Regions from separate parts of the Sus scrofa genome. Here region 2 is linked to region 1. Evidence: chromatin contacts called from public HiChIP or PLAC-seq data. All regions are on one chromosome and are shown on one strand. The core of a region is the stretch at or near the end of the contact, and the rest is flanking DNA. Distances in the headings are between cores, read along the strand shown. Region 1 overlaps NFIA (nuclear factor 1 A-type). Region 2 overlaps NFIA (nuclear factor 1 A-type).

Region 1 (6,688 bases), core at 1,985-4,484:
TCTGTAGGGAAAGGGGCTCACCAGCTCGCCAGCCTGACAGGCAGTGCAGCACAGTGGTTAGAGAGTACAGGCTTTGGAGCCAGATAGAACTGGGGATCCGTTCTTGCTCCACTCCTCACCACTGCATGGCTTTGGGAAAACCACCAATCTCTTTACACCTCAGCCTCCACATCTATAAAGTGGAGCTAATTATATATATCCTACTGGGTGACTATCAAGATTTGCTGGATAATGTAGTAAGGTACTTAGTACAGTGAAAAGGCTCAATAAATAGAGGCTACCTGTCATCAAAGAACTCTTTTTTTTTTTTTCTTTTGTCTTTTTAGGGACACACCTGTAGCATATGGAGGTTCCCAGGCTAGGGGTCAAATCAGAGCTGTAGCTGCGGCCTACACCACAACCACAGCAACACAGGATCTGAGCTGCGGGTTTGCCACTACAGCTCAAGGCATCAACACCAGATACTTAACCCACTGAGCAAGGCCAGGGATTGAACCTGTGTCCTCATGGATACTAGTTGGGTTGGTTTATCACAGAGCCACGACAGGAACCCTTTTATTTTTTTTAAGAAAGGTCTTATGATAAACTGAAAGCCACCTACTTCAAATGTCTATGTGTTAGCTCAAATTCTATCTGCTGGAAAAAACAGAGACCATATCTAATCTGTCTTCTACAGGTTGATGCTTCAAGCATTTAAAAAGTTTTCCTTGGGAGAAAGGAAGGCCATTTTCTTTTGTTATTTTTTTTATGGATTTATGTGCAGAATATCTCCTCGGCATTTATAAAGCTCAAGCAACTGCTTGGGTGACTTCACTTTTTACATTTCAAGGTAGAAACCAGACTTACTTTCCCAGAAAACTTTTCCTGTAATTCAATTAGTACAAATTTCATGCCTCTTTAACAAAAATATTTATATAGAAAAATGCAAGTTTGTCCAGGAAATTACTAATCTGCAGGCCACACTCAAATTATTTCTTAAAAAATTCCTCTTCTGAACTGAGGTCCTCTTAATAAAATCATTTAAAATATGATTTTTATTATCTATATCTATATATGCTTACCACTTTAAATGGCTCCAGGAAGTAGTTCCTTTTTTTAAAAAAAAGAGTTAATACATACATCTAAATATTAAAATACTTAAGAGTACATAATTTTCATCTCAGGATATATTTTTTTGGGGAAAAAATTAATTCCATTAGCACAGTTTCTCATAAGACAATTGGGGATGGTTTTCTTCAAGCCAATGTGGCAGGTGTCACTGTGATGAGAAACATTGAAGCTGTTGCCCCGATGATGCCAAATATTTAACGGAAACCCAAAAAATCCAGTTCCAGATGCCAAAACTGGGTCTACATGACATCATTCATCCAGATGCGTAGAAAATCTGGACTTTTAAGAATTGCATTTTTGTGGTCAACATCATGAAGACTCAGTTTCTGGGTTAAATAAGGCATTTGTGAAACAAAGCCATGTTGGAACAGAACACGTTCTGATTATAGAGAAACAAATTGAATGGAACGCAGGGTTCAATTTCAGAGCTGTGAATCACAACTTATAGACACAATACTATATAAAATACAAACAGGACATTTCCAAACTGCATTTGTGAGGCTCTTAATGAAGTCACCCGAGTCCACTGGGGCTCTGAGAAAAGCAATCATCCAATATAAAGCCACTGTCCCCAGCTCCCCCCTTCTCACTGAACTTGACCACGTGAGCCAAAAGTACAGCAGGAAACGTTCTTCTATTTTAAAGCATTTGAGGCAGTTATTCAAATTCATCGGTTAAGGATTTGAAGATAGAGCAAAATAAGCAATAAACTTGAACAATTTTACGGGAGGTACTGAATAGGAGATGTTCATTCCAGGTGCCCTGTACCTGCCAGTTTCAGCAGAAACAGCAGAAGCGGGAAATTCAAGAGTTAACTTTCCCCCTCCCCTCTCTGCTTCCCCTCTCCTCCCAGCTGCCTCCTCTGAGGCTGTACTTTCCGTGACCCTGCTTTGGTGTAAGGAAGGCTTTAGATGCAATGCAGTTTAACCCACGCTGTCGACACAGCAATAAACTAAAACCCTTTACGGAGAAAGCAAATGGACCCAAGGAAGCAAATCTATCTCCTTCATAAGCACCTGCTCATAGTGTTACAAACAAAGATGAATAGTTATAAATTAGGCATCTGGAGATTACACACCCAGGCACAGGCACAAAATAGCTCAGAGAATTTTTTCAAACACCGTGTTGAGAACCTCAAAGAGAAAATACTTTCTGTACTTCAATCAGGACAATACACAATCATGTTCTCACTGGGAAATCAGGGAGTCGTTTCTTCCAGAACTTCATCGAATTCTACTTCACACCTCTCTAAGTATCTCTCTGTCTACTACCTTTGCCTTCCAAGCATTTCTCCATTTCTCACTTAACAGCAGCCATTTCTAAACTTTTAAAAGAGATTGTTTTTTTCTCCTTGGCCTATACTAGCACAAAACACAACTATCCGTGGAAAAGCAAACTCGAGATGTCCCGGCATACTCCTTTCCCCGTTGCCTACCTCCAAACACGACAATCCTTTCTCAGACATCCCTTCCCATCCCTCGGGGGCCAGCTAACGAACACCTCCTTCTGCACCATCACCAGCAACTTAACAGGGCTCAGGAACCCTTTCTCTTCCTCTTAGAAAGTCGGCCAGGTTCCTGTGGCCCTATAACAAGTACAGAAGAGTGGCTGGTCCCCCCCACTCCCGGCACGCACTCTGATGTCACCCCAACCAGAGCGCACTTGCCAGATTCGCTGGGGGCCTACTTCTGTCTGCTTGCACGCAGAGAGACACGAACTTTTAAGCGGGGGAAGCACACGCTACCTAGCCCTGGGGAAGTTTTCCTCCCACAGCAAAAGGAGCTCTGGCACAGAAGCCCTCCTCTTCAATACGAGAAGCAAAAATTGCAGACACTGTTTTCCACGATTCCCGAGAGCTCTGTGGCTGAAGGGCCGGGATGGGTGAGGGTGGGGAGGAAAGGGGACCGAACAGGGACTGGGAAAAGCAGCCTGTTGTGCCCAAGACAAGTTACAATGCACCTGATGAATAAAACAAGCTGCACCACATACAGAAAAGATGAGAGCGGCCCACCTGTGTCTGTTGAGGGATATTTACAAAGCTTGGATCCCGTGGTCCAACACTGACGAATCGGTTTGCGGGGGAGGTGCTGGGTGTCGAGTAGGCTGTGAAGGGAAGGGACACATGCGTTCAGGAAGCAGCACGAGATTGCACACACAAACAACACCAAAAACACACAGTCTCCGAGCCTACGCAGCTGATTAACAAGGAAATGTGCAAACGCTGGGCTAGCAGAGGGATCTGGCTAGCAGGGGCATTTTAGACAGTCAAAAAGGGAAGGGGTGTTGGATTCCAAAGACTGTTGGAATAAAACGATGTCAAACTGGTGCTCAGAGGGGCTCTTCTCTCCTTCCCTCACACCAATGAGAACATGCAGGGTACTGCAAAGTATACTTTCTGAGTTAAACATGAGCTCGGGGGTCAGAAAGAGAAATCCTAGTCTTTAAAAGCACAGGAGAAAGAAATTAGGTAGAAAGGTAAGGAAAGCAGTTCATTTTACAACTTTGATTTCACACTATGACCCTCCTAAAGATCAGGAAACGTTCCTGTGCCTCTCTCTAAACTATGGAAAGGAGTCTTTTTTTAATTTTTAATTTTTTTTTTTTTTTTGCTTTTTTTAGGGCTGCACCCGTGGCACATGGACGTTCCCGGGCTAGGGGCCAAATTGGATCTGCAGCTGCCAGCCTACACCACAGTCAGAGCAATGCAGGATCCAAGCTGCGTCTGCCACTTACGCCGCAGCTTGTGGCAATGCCAGATCCTCAACTTACCAGGGATCGAACCCACATCCCCATGGACACTGGTCGGGCTTGTAACCTGCTGAGCCACAATGGGAACTCCCTGGAAGAGGAGTCTCTATAGAAGGAATTGGGTTCTCCAGAAAAGGGGTGGAAAACCACCTAGAGCAGCTGTTTTTACAGGCTTGGTGGAGTGTCTAGAATTTTATGATGCACAAAATGTGCTTACAGTATTAACAAGTTTTCTCACCCTAGAACCCTTCCATTCAGGCACAAACCATCAAGATCTCATGTAAACCCAGAACCTCAGGGACCACACTTCAGCCTACCATTCTTTCCACAGCACATGAATGTTTCTGTGGTTGGTTTTTATATTTAAGAGCTTCACTGTAGTTTAGTGAGAAAAAATTCTGTGGCTTTGGTGTTTCCCTGGCTCATAAATCCAAATGAGCATTTCGTTTTTGGGTGTCCTTCCATCCATGTCTTTACCACAAAGTCCTAGGATTTATCCACATTCTTTCTTTACTAGGAGTTTTAGATAGACTATTGCTTCATTTCAAATTTCTTAACAATATCTGTAAAAAGCCTACATGTTCTGCCCTAATGCACCATCTAAGAGATGAAAAGGATTTGCATTTCTTAAAAACACAGATAATTGAGAGAATAACACCAAATCTCTTTGCCAGACTCCCCCACCCCCCACTTTTGACATCATCTATTTCTCTTCCTTTCATCTTCTGTCTCGTACAGCATGGCTCAGACTTCTTGCTTCCCTTGTTAACGACGTCTAGAGATCAAATTCCCACCAATCTGGCCCAGTCCTACTGGTCATCTGTGGTCAGAGCGAAGTCACCCACATAGAGCTGTGACGGTCATGCGGTGTGGCTGTGTGAAGTCAGCATGGAACAGAGGAGGAATGAGAAGGTCCTCTCACGTCTCTTAATAACCTTCTTTTAAATTTTTTGGTCTTCTGTCTTTTTTAGGGCCCTTTATATGGCACATGGAGGTTCCCAGGCTAGGGGTCGAGTCAGAGCTGTAGCTGCCGGCCTATGCCACAGCCACAGCAATGCCAGATTCGAGCCGCATCTGTGACCTACACCACAGCTCAGGGCAATGCCTGATCCTTAACCCACTGAGCAAGGCCAGGAATCAAACCCCCATCCTCATGGATCCTAGTGGGGTTCATTACCGCTGAGCCATGACAGGAACTCCAATGAAGAACTTTTTGTTGTGGTATTTGTTTTAGAAGAGTTTGTCCCATAACAGCTTTAAAGAAAATGTTCTAAACACATGACGAGCTCTCCTGTCTAGCAGTGTCAAGGTCCTGAGGTCTTCCGCGGCCCATCCTATGTTAGACTAACCCCAACAGATCTGAGAATTAGCTCTACATTTAGCTGTTCAGTGTGTACCTCTTACTCCCCAGAGGGGGGGGAAACTCACTTTTTTAAAAAGCTCCGCAAAACACTCTTTATTGTTTCATTCAGACTATTGCTCTGCTTTGATAATGCTTTCAGAAGTCTCAACAGAAAGTTATATATTGAAAAGGATGGGCTATAGTTGTTACCTGGTAGCGAGTTTACCTGCTTGGAAGGGCACAAAGAGGATGTGGGAGAGATAAGGAGGAAGCCAGTAGATAAAAGAACCTGTTAAACCTGTTAGTAGTTAGGAGGGAAAAAAATGTTCTACTGTAGGTGACCAGGTAGGTAGGCTGAGCATAGAAGGCCATGGAAAGTAAGCTAAGGTTTTAAGACTGAGAGATGGATGGCAGATGCTGCACCCCAAGGCCTTGGCTTGTGGTCCTGGCAGAGCAGTGCACATGCCTGCAGCGGTCACTGCAGACACACGGCAGGACTTCCTACGGCGTTTGACCATGCTGGTGCATCCGAAACAAGCATCCTGACTGATCCTGGGGTACATGGCCTTTTAGCTCTTCTTTTTGTGTGTGTGAAGACAGTTCTCCCTTGATCATACACAGCAGTCAATTTGGAAAGGTCTGTATTACATCTCCTCTATTTTTGCCGGACATAAATAATTTTGCCTTTTTTTTTTTTTTTAAGGGCAGCGCCTTTGGCACATGGAGGTTCCCAGGCTAGGGGTCAGTCGAATCAGAGCTACAGCTGCCGTCTTACACCACAGCTCACAGCAATGCCAGATCCCGACCCACTGAGGGAGGCCAGGGATTGTACCTGTATCCTCATGGATACCAGTCAGATTAGTTCCCGCTGCACTGTAACAGGAATTCCAATTTTGCCATTTTGAAAGATGGCTTAGCATTCGAATAATTTAGCCACTCAAAAGTACCATGAGGCCAACAATTGGCTAGTATCTCTTCTTTAGTCTTGAGACAGATGTTGCAGTCTGGGTTTCAAAACACCCTAGAAGGCCTTTAATGCTCTCTTAGGACTAAAACTGCTCCAAAGTTTATTCTGGCTTTTTAAAAACAGAGAAATGCTGAGAGAGGTGGTTAAAAAAAAAAAATTTGTTGGAATACTGTTGACTTACAATGTTGTGTTAGTTTCAGGGGTACAGCAAAGTGAAACCAGTTATACACATCCACATATCCACTCCTTTTCAGATTCTTTTCCCATCTAGGTCATTACACAGGATTGAGCAGAGTTCCCTGTGCGATACAGTAGGTCCCTGCTACTTATCTATTCTACACATCGCAGTGTGTATACGTTCATCTCAACCTCCTAATTTACCCCTCCCCCAACAATTTCCCCTTTGGTAACCCTAAGTTTGGTATCAAAATCTTTTTAAAAAGGACGTTACAACTACAAAAATCCGGAAGTCTCTAAGTACCCAAGTCACTGAGTGGAACAAAAAGTGTCCAGGGAAATTT
Region 2 (6,692 bases), core at 3,609-6,108, 310 kb after region 1:
AACAAGTTGCATGAACCTGTCATAGCCCTAGTCTGTGAGAAATGTAAGGGACTTTAATGGGTCTTTTAGTAGAACCACTTAAAATTAAGTGATGAATTGGAATGGGAAAAGTTATTCCAATAAAAGCAAACAAATTAACTAACCTGACCTTGGTCCACATAAAAGATTCATTTTCTTAATGGAAACAAACTCTTTGAGTCTAGCTCAGGTTTAACCACTGAAGTGTATGCGGAACCTAAATTAAGCTATAGAAACGTACGCCTCCAGAAACTCAGGTGTGTGTGCACAAGCAGGTGAGCGTTCTTACGGCTGCGGGATATGCCAGAGGCATGGTCTAGTATGACCCACTTCTACAATGATTACCACATGAGTCAGAAACCTGTTAAGACCCAATTAACACAAATGTCATGCATCACTGGTGCATGCTTTGTCCAGAGCTTAATTCCACTGTTTTCCTAAGTAAATTCTGTCTCTTCTATTCATTAACTTTCTCTTCCCTTGGGTACAAGAAGCAACTTCTTCCATTTTGTTTAAAAAGATTACCAAAGATCTGGAAGTTACAGGGCAATGGGTATGTCTTTTTGTCCATTACTCTACAAAAGTAAGGTAACATCTGTCCTCATCATACACGTGGCACCCCTGATGCCATAAAAACCATAGATCTTTCTTATTTCACTGGCAGCCTGAAAGATAACGTCAGGCTGAGCAAGCTGGAAATGGGTTAGTCTTGCCTCTTCCTCCGATCTCAACCACCAAACTCTTTTAATACAAAGTAGAAGTCATTACTGAATAAGTCATTCTGGGAGCCTAAGAAAAGCTTAGCGTCTAGGCTGGTGAGGCAAGACGCACTTGCTTGAAGCCCAGACACTGACCTCTGGGAGAAGAGTCAAGGAAGGTCCCTCAAAACATTGTAAGAACCATTCCACTGGGTCAGTTCCCTTGTCTATCAACCCCGTATTCTAACTCACTCGGGGGCCCCAAGAGACAGTCTGTAAGAAGGTATGGCTGGGCTCTAAATGTCCCACAACATCCTAGCTTTATTAGAGATCTTTAACATATTCATTCTCTAAACTCCCCCTGGAAAGTGTCCCTAATGTCAAATACACCAAAGAACTCACAACTTCAGATGAGAAAATATGAAAACATTCATTCCCAGTTTCAAGCAGCAACTGTCCTTTAGGGAGTTCCCCTTGTGGCGCAGTGGTAACGAACCTGACTAGTATCCACGAGGATGCAAGTTCGATCCCTGGACTCGATCAGTGGGTTAAAGGATCCAGTGTTGCCATGAGCTGTGGTGTAGGTCACAGATGCAGCTCGGATCTGGTGTGGCTATGGCTGTGGCGTAGGCAGGCAGCTGCAGCATTGATTCGACCCCTAGCCTAGGAACTTCCATATGCTACAGGTACAGTCTTTAAAAAAAAAAAAAAAAAAAAAAAAACCGTCCTTTAAAACCAAGTTCTGTAGATTTTTGCTCTTACTCTGCAAGCTAATGGTGGATATACATATAATAAACTACTCCTGGGGCAACTGGGCTACTTCATATGGTCTAGAAATGCCCTTTACTTAAACTTTCAACATTTAGAAGACTAAAAAAAAGCATGAAGTAAGTACTGTTATAGAAAACAGTACTACTGTTTTGAGTGTGTGACCTTTGGAAAGTCACTTTACCATCAGGATCTCAGCTTCCTTATCTCTAAAGCATAGGGGATGTACTACCTACCTCTCTCAAGTCTAGATGTTTAAAACTCTTTTTATGTGTGTAAGATTACTAATCTCCATTTCATGCAGGCCAATGCCCATCTTATTTTTTTATTATTTTTATTTTTATTTTTTTTGTCCTTTCTAGGGCTGCACCTGCGGCATACAGAGGTTCCCAGGCTAGGGGTCTAATCGGAGCTGTAGACTCTGGCCTACACCAGAGCCACAGCAACGCGGGATCCAAGCTGCGTCTTCGACCTACACCACAGCTCACCGCAATGCCGGATCCTCAACACACTGAGCAAGGCCAGGGATCGAACACGCCACCTCACAGTTCCTAGTCGGGCTTGTTAACCACTGAGCCACGACGGGAACTCCCCAATGCTCACTTTAAACAACTACACATGAAGGGGTTATTGTTAATCAACACTTTCACTTCGGCTATACGTTTTTTATTTCACACATAATAAAGCTTATCATTTGTAACTGGGCTCTCCACTTTCCTGTAGATCACAACTCATTACGGACCATTGCGCTTCCTCTTCATTATTACATTCATTAGGTACTCAGCACAACTGCATTTTTAGGCCATTCACCCCAAATAAAGGTTGACTAAAATAAACAACCTAATACTGAAACCCTAAATAACAGGCAGTAGCGTCTCAATCGTTCCATTCAGTTCAGAAACCTTCACAGTCTAGTATTTGCCAGACATGAGCTTCGTGCTAGGGAGCAAAGGCCTTGCGGAGGCTGCCGACCTGAAGGAGCTCCCAGGCAACTGAGACGCCAACACCTACTCAACAGCAGATGAGGGCCAGGATATTCCCCAATATCCCTCTCACCTGCTTTCAAGGTTCCTGCAGAGTAAAGGGTAAGGTTTTGGAGAGTAATAATTAGGCTTACAATGGAAAACAAAGAAAAATGAAAAATAAACAACGCAAACTCCTTAAGATTTATAGTTTTTACCTTTTAAAGGACACTTTCTAAAAAAGCTCACTATAAGAGTATTACTCTTGTCCATGTTTAAGGGCATAAGTACTCCTTTATAATGTCCAGGAGTATCAAGAGAATGCAGAAAACACTGCAAATTTTCATTTGAGCTACGCATCTTATGAGACCATTTACCATGCGCCTGCTGGACAACGTAAACAGTATCGACGATGGTTATTTGAATTTACGGTCACTTGGGAAGCCCTCCTCGAAGAAGTTCGTTAATTCAACCTGGAGAAAGTTCTCGTCTTTGAATAGTTCTTAACTCTTGAAGATAACAGCTTCCTTTAAAAACCTGACAACTGTAACCAACCCCCTTCCCAGAAAAATTCACACGGAGTCTAAATTCTCCATGCGCTATCAGGAACTAGTACACAGACCACAAGTTAACCTAGCCTGTTTGTCCCGTTACTACTTTTATTAATGGCCTGAATGACGCCATACTAACAGTTGGCTGATGAATCAGGCAGAGCGGAATGAAACGAACGTATCTGCTAACACTCATCTTCTTTGAGTCTAGACCTCTAGGATTCAAAGAGAAAAAGAGCTCCATATGTTGGAAGGTGGACGGCAGTCAGTATGAGGACATTTATGTGCGTGCGTGTGTTCATTTAAAAAAAAAAAAAATCAACTATGTACAAGATGGCAGAGACCATATGGGTAGCAGTGGCTGTTAACATACCTGAATGAGGAAAGAAAATTCCATCAACTCTGTGATGTTCCTGAGGTGGAAAGGAGACCGAGGAGAGATGTTAATGAGAGGCAGATTTCAGCTAAATAAAAGAAAGCATTTTCCAGCAACGCACATCAAGATGGAAGAGGCAGCCCGGGGAGGAAGAGGGCGCTTCTCCAGCCTGGGAGGCAGGTTAGTGCGGTGCAAAACGATGGGAGGAGGTCCTAATTTCTGTTGGGCCTTAAGCTAGACACACGAGCGGAGGCAAGTCGCCTTACAGGTTGACCTAACTTAATTTCCTCATCTGTAAACTGTATGTCATAAAACCCACACGTAAGTTAAACAGGAGATGGTGAGCACGTGCCCGAGCAGTATCTCGAGAGAGGAGGTATTCAGCATCAGCCACCTTCACTCCCACTCCCTCACGTCCCTCTGGAAGTATTTACGCAGAGGCTGTTGGGGGCATCACACGGGAGTTTCTAACAGAGCAAGGCTGTGGGACGCAATGGCCTCTAAGATCCTTTTAAGTCTAGGATTTGGTTAGCACAGCTATTCTGAGGCGATAGCTCTTCTACGTGAGGCGTAGGATGTTGACAATGATTTACTTTCGTCCTTCTCCCCTCCTTGAGCAGCCACCTGAAAATCAGAATGAATGCTCTTATTTTTCTTCTTCGGTATTCTATGCTTGCTGGCTCATTCCACTTTATTTCAAAGAATTTTCCATAAGCTCTTAAATGTTTCCATATGACACCATATTCTGCAGGTAACCTGAGTTCATACCATTCCCCAAACACGAGTCCCTGTAAAAGGTTCCAGGATCTCTTTGTGTGCTCTGAATAGAATTTGTTAGGCTGCCAAATCATTCGGTCTTCTCCAGATAGCCTTGTCGTTCCTAACTTGGTTATCAAATTCTGTTATCAGCATATTTTAATCAAAGCCTTTCAAAAACAGTCTGAGGGTTAGGAAACAGCATAAGGTCTAAATGAAAAAAGGCCAGAGGCTAAAATATACCTACCAAGGGGGACAAAAGCGAAGGGCTATTCTGACTTTGCTTTAGGACACAACAACAGCGGAAGCTACTGTCCTCTTAGGAGGGGGAGAAAAAAAAATGCCAGCTCAAATGTCACATGTGAATAAATTATTGGCCGCGCATAAACAACAACAAAAAAGGAGGGGTTCTGGTTTTCTTCCTAACCCGTGAGTTTACACAAGACCTCTTTAAAAAGAGGGAATCTTTCTTTTGTCAAGAAATCATCATCTGCTGCTTGAAGAATTTAAAAATAAAATGAAACATTAAAAAAAAAAAAAGGAAGAAAATTCCCGGGCTCCGCGCCTCCTAAGGCAGCAGAGATTCACTCCTCTGGTGGTGAGAAGCAGAGATGGTGGGCGCGATCCAGAGTCACAGCTGCTTGGGAAGCCGCCGGGCGCTCCTGTCATTTCAGAAGCCTTGCTGTGCACACACATCTGAGCGGGGCCACCTGGATTCCCTCCTCCCGTGGAGGGAGGCCAGGTTACAGTCGCTCCATCCATGCCACTCTCTGGAAGGAGGAAGGTCTCTGCACAGAGTGTGTGCCACCCTCCATGCAGCCTGCTCTTTCAAACAGGGCGATAATTAAAAAGGGGGGGGGGGCAAAAAAACAAACAAAAAAAAAACCCCGGCTGCCTCCTCCCATCCAGCCCCAATTTTATAACCAAAAGAAATCATTGTTTCTTTCATTATTACTTTCTTTCAACCATGACAATAAACACTCTTTGGCAAGTACCTCATCAGAGGAAAGCTATTCAAAGAATTTCACATTGATAACACCACCCGTGTGGTGCTGGAAAGAACTTTGTTGATAATTCGTCCTGAACCTCTCACGATCCAGATACCTGGAATGTCTGCTCCTTGGCCAACGGAAGTAGAAAACCTTTAGGAAGGATTCGTAATTCAAATCTTCCTGTCCGTTCTGGACAGAATGAATTTTCCTTCCTTTGCGACCCGGCATCTCTTATACGCCCCTGATGCCATTGTGCAGTTGTGAGGTCCCGTCTCCACTGCAAGACCTGAAGCCTCTTGAGAGAAGGGCCCAGTCTTTCTCCTCTAGGGGTCCCTGATGCCTCGCATAATGGTCAGCTCAGAAAATTCTCAGTTGCCTCAACCAATGGCTGATGAATTAAGTGGGATCAAAGGACACTGAAGGTCAAGAAGCTAAAAGGACTGGCCAAGGATCACAGGGCTACACCAGGAACTAAATCCCCCAGTGGGGCTCTCTCTTCTCCACCGGGACTCCCCCTGCCAAAAAAAAAGGTGAGAGGAATGGCTTAGGACTTTACCGTCTCTCAAACCCCAACTGTCCTCCTTTCAGCCCAGAAGCAACTCTTCTTCGAATAAGACACTCAGATTCAAGAAAAAGGAATCTGTGTTGCCTAGTATTAAATAATTTGATAAAAAGCTGGTAAAAACAGAAAGGTTTTACACATGCAAATCTGCCCTTGCACCCAATTTCAATTCTCTTATTTTCCTGATCTATATTCCTGCTCTCCAGATGGACCATCAGCTTTATACCAATGCCAGCAACAGCTTGCGTATTGTTTGTTTAAAACAAAGATGATGGATTAAATATCATATGCAATGTGAGGAAAGAGGTTAAGGCTAATATTCCTGTTCTGAAATATATCATAAACCCAGTCCATGAGCTTTTGTCCCCAGTGGATTCGTATAAATAAAAATTTAATTTTATTTTTCAGACTCATAAGAGGAAGCATGCATTCATCTAGAATATGGAGCCTTTCCATCGCTCCAGATTTATTCTTGTTCTAAGGCATCATTACCCTCCAAATTATACAGACTTATGTCATTTCATTGAAACACTCATTCACCCATCACATGCCCAGATCCAACAGTAACACTTTTGTTTTACAATTATGCCAAAATGAGCAAACTTGAAATTCTTTCACCTATATTTGAGTACTCTGCAAAATGTCTTTAATCATCTCAAATAAATTCCAACCAAAAAAAAAAAAAAAAAAGATCTACCATTTCAATGCAAAATATATAAACCAAAGAAATCATAGCAGAGGTCTCTTCGTACCCTCTGCATTATTCTATGAAGCTTCCTACAAAGTAGTCGCCAGTAGGGTGGACTGGGTATCAAAAACAGCCTACTATGCAGGCTTCCCACACAGTAATTTACATATTTACATGTAATTTCCATTAGAACAATAATTTAAGGGAGGGAGGCACTTGTAGAAGCCAGGATGAAAGAACTGTGCAAAATGCAAAGCTAATTCCATCAAGGGATTCTGATGATAGGATATCAGTTAAGTAGATTATCATCAACAAAAGAAT

Evidence for each region. HiChIP or PLAC-seq counts read pairs in DNA pulled down with a chosen protein or histone mark.
Region 2: an H3K27ac HiChIP or PLAC-seq map of skeletal muscle shows a contact between it and region 1, with 2.7 times the contacts expected there. The contact joins two enhancer-like sites. A contact is called at or near these places in 1 of 47 Hi-C or Micro-C datasets (skeletal muscle) and 1 of 2 datasets of contacts at active chromatin or transcription factors (skeletal muscle).

Annotation. Positions count from the first base shown.
Region 1 is chr6:150,865,042-150,871,729 of Sscrofa11.1, forward strand. It overlaps NFIA (nuclear factor 1 A-type), which reads right to left. Exons shown (of 11, transcript XM_021097780.1): 10 at 3,122-3,213. Among named protein-coding and RNA genes, the nearest start is that of TM2D1, 250 kb to the left of the region's middle. Within about 2 kb of position 3,235, at least 21 of the 83 cell types and tissues checked have an H3K27ac peak or open chromatin away from gene starts, as enhancers often do. A contact at or near this core is called in skeletal muscle, where this site is marked.
Region 2 is chr6:151,174,278-151,180,969 of Sscrofa11.1, forward strand. All of the region lies in intron 2 of NFIA (nuclear factor 1 A-type), which reads right to left. Among named protein-coding and RNA genes, the nearest start is that of NFIA, 52 kb to the right of the region's middle. Within about 2 kb of position 4,859, at least 16 of the 83 cell types and tissues checked have an H3K27ac peak or open chromatin away from gene starts, as enhancers often do. A contact at or near this core is called in skeletal muscle, where this site is marked.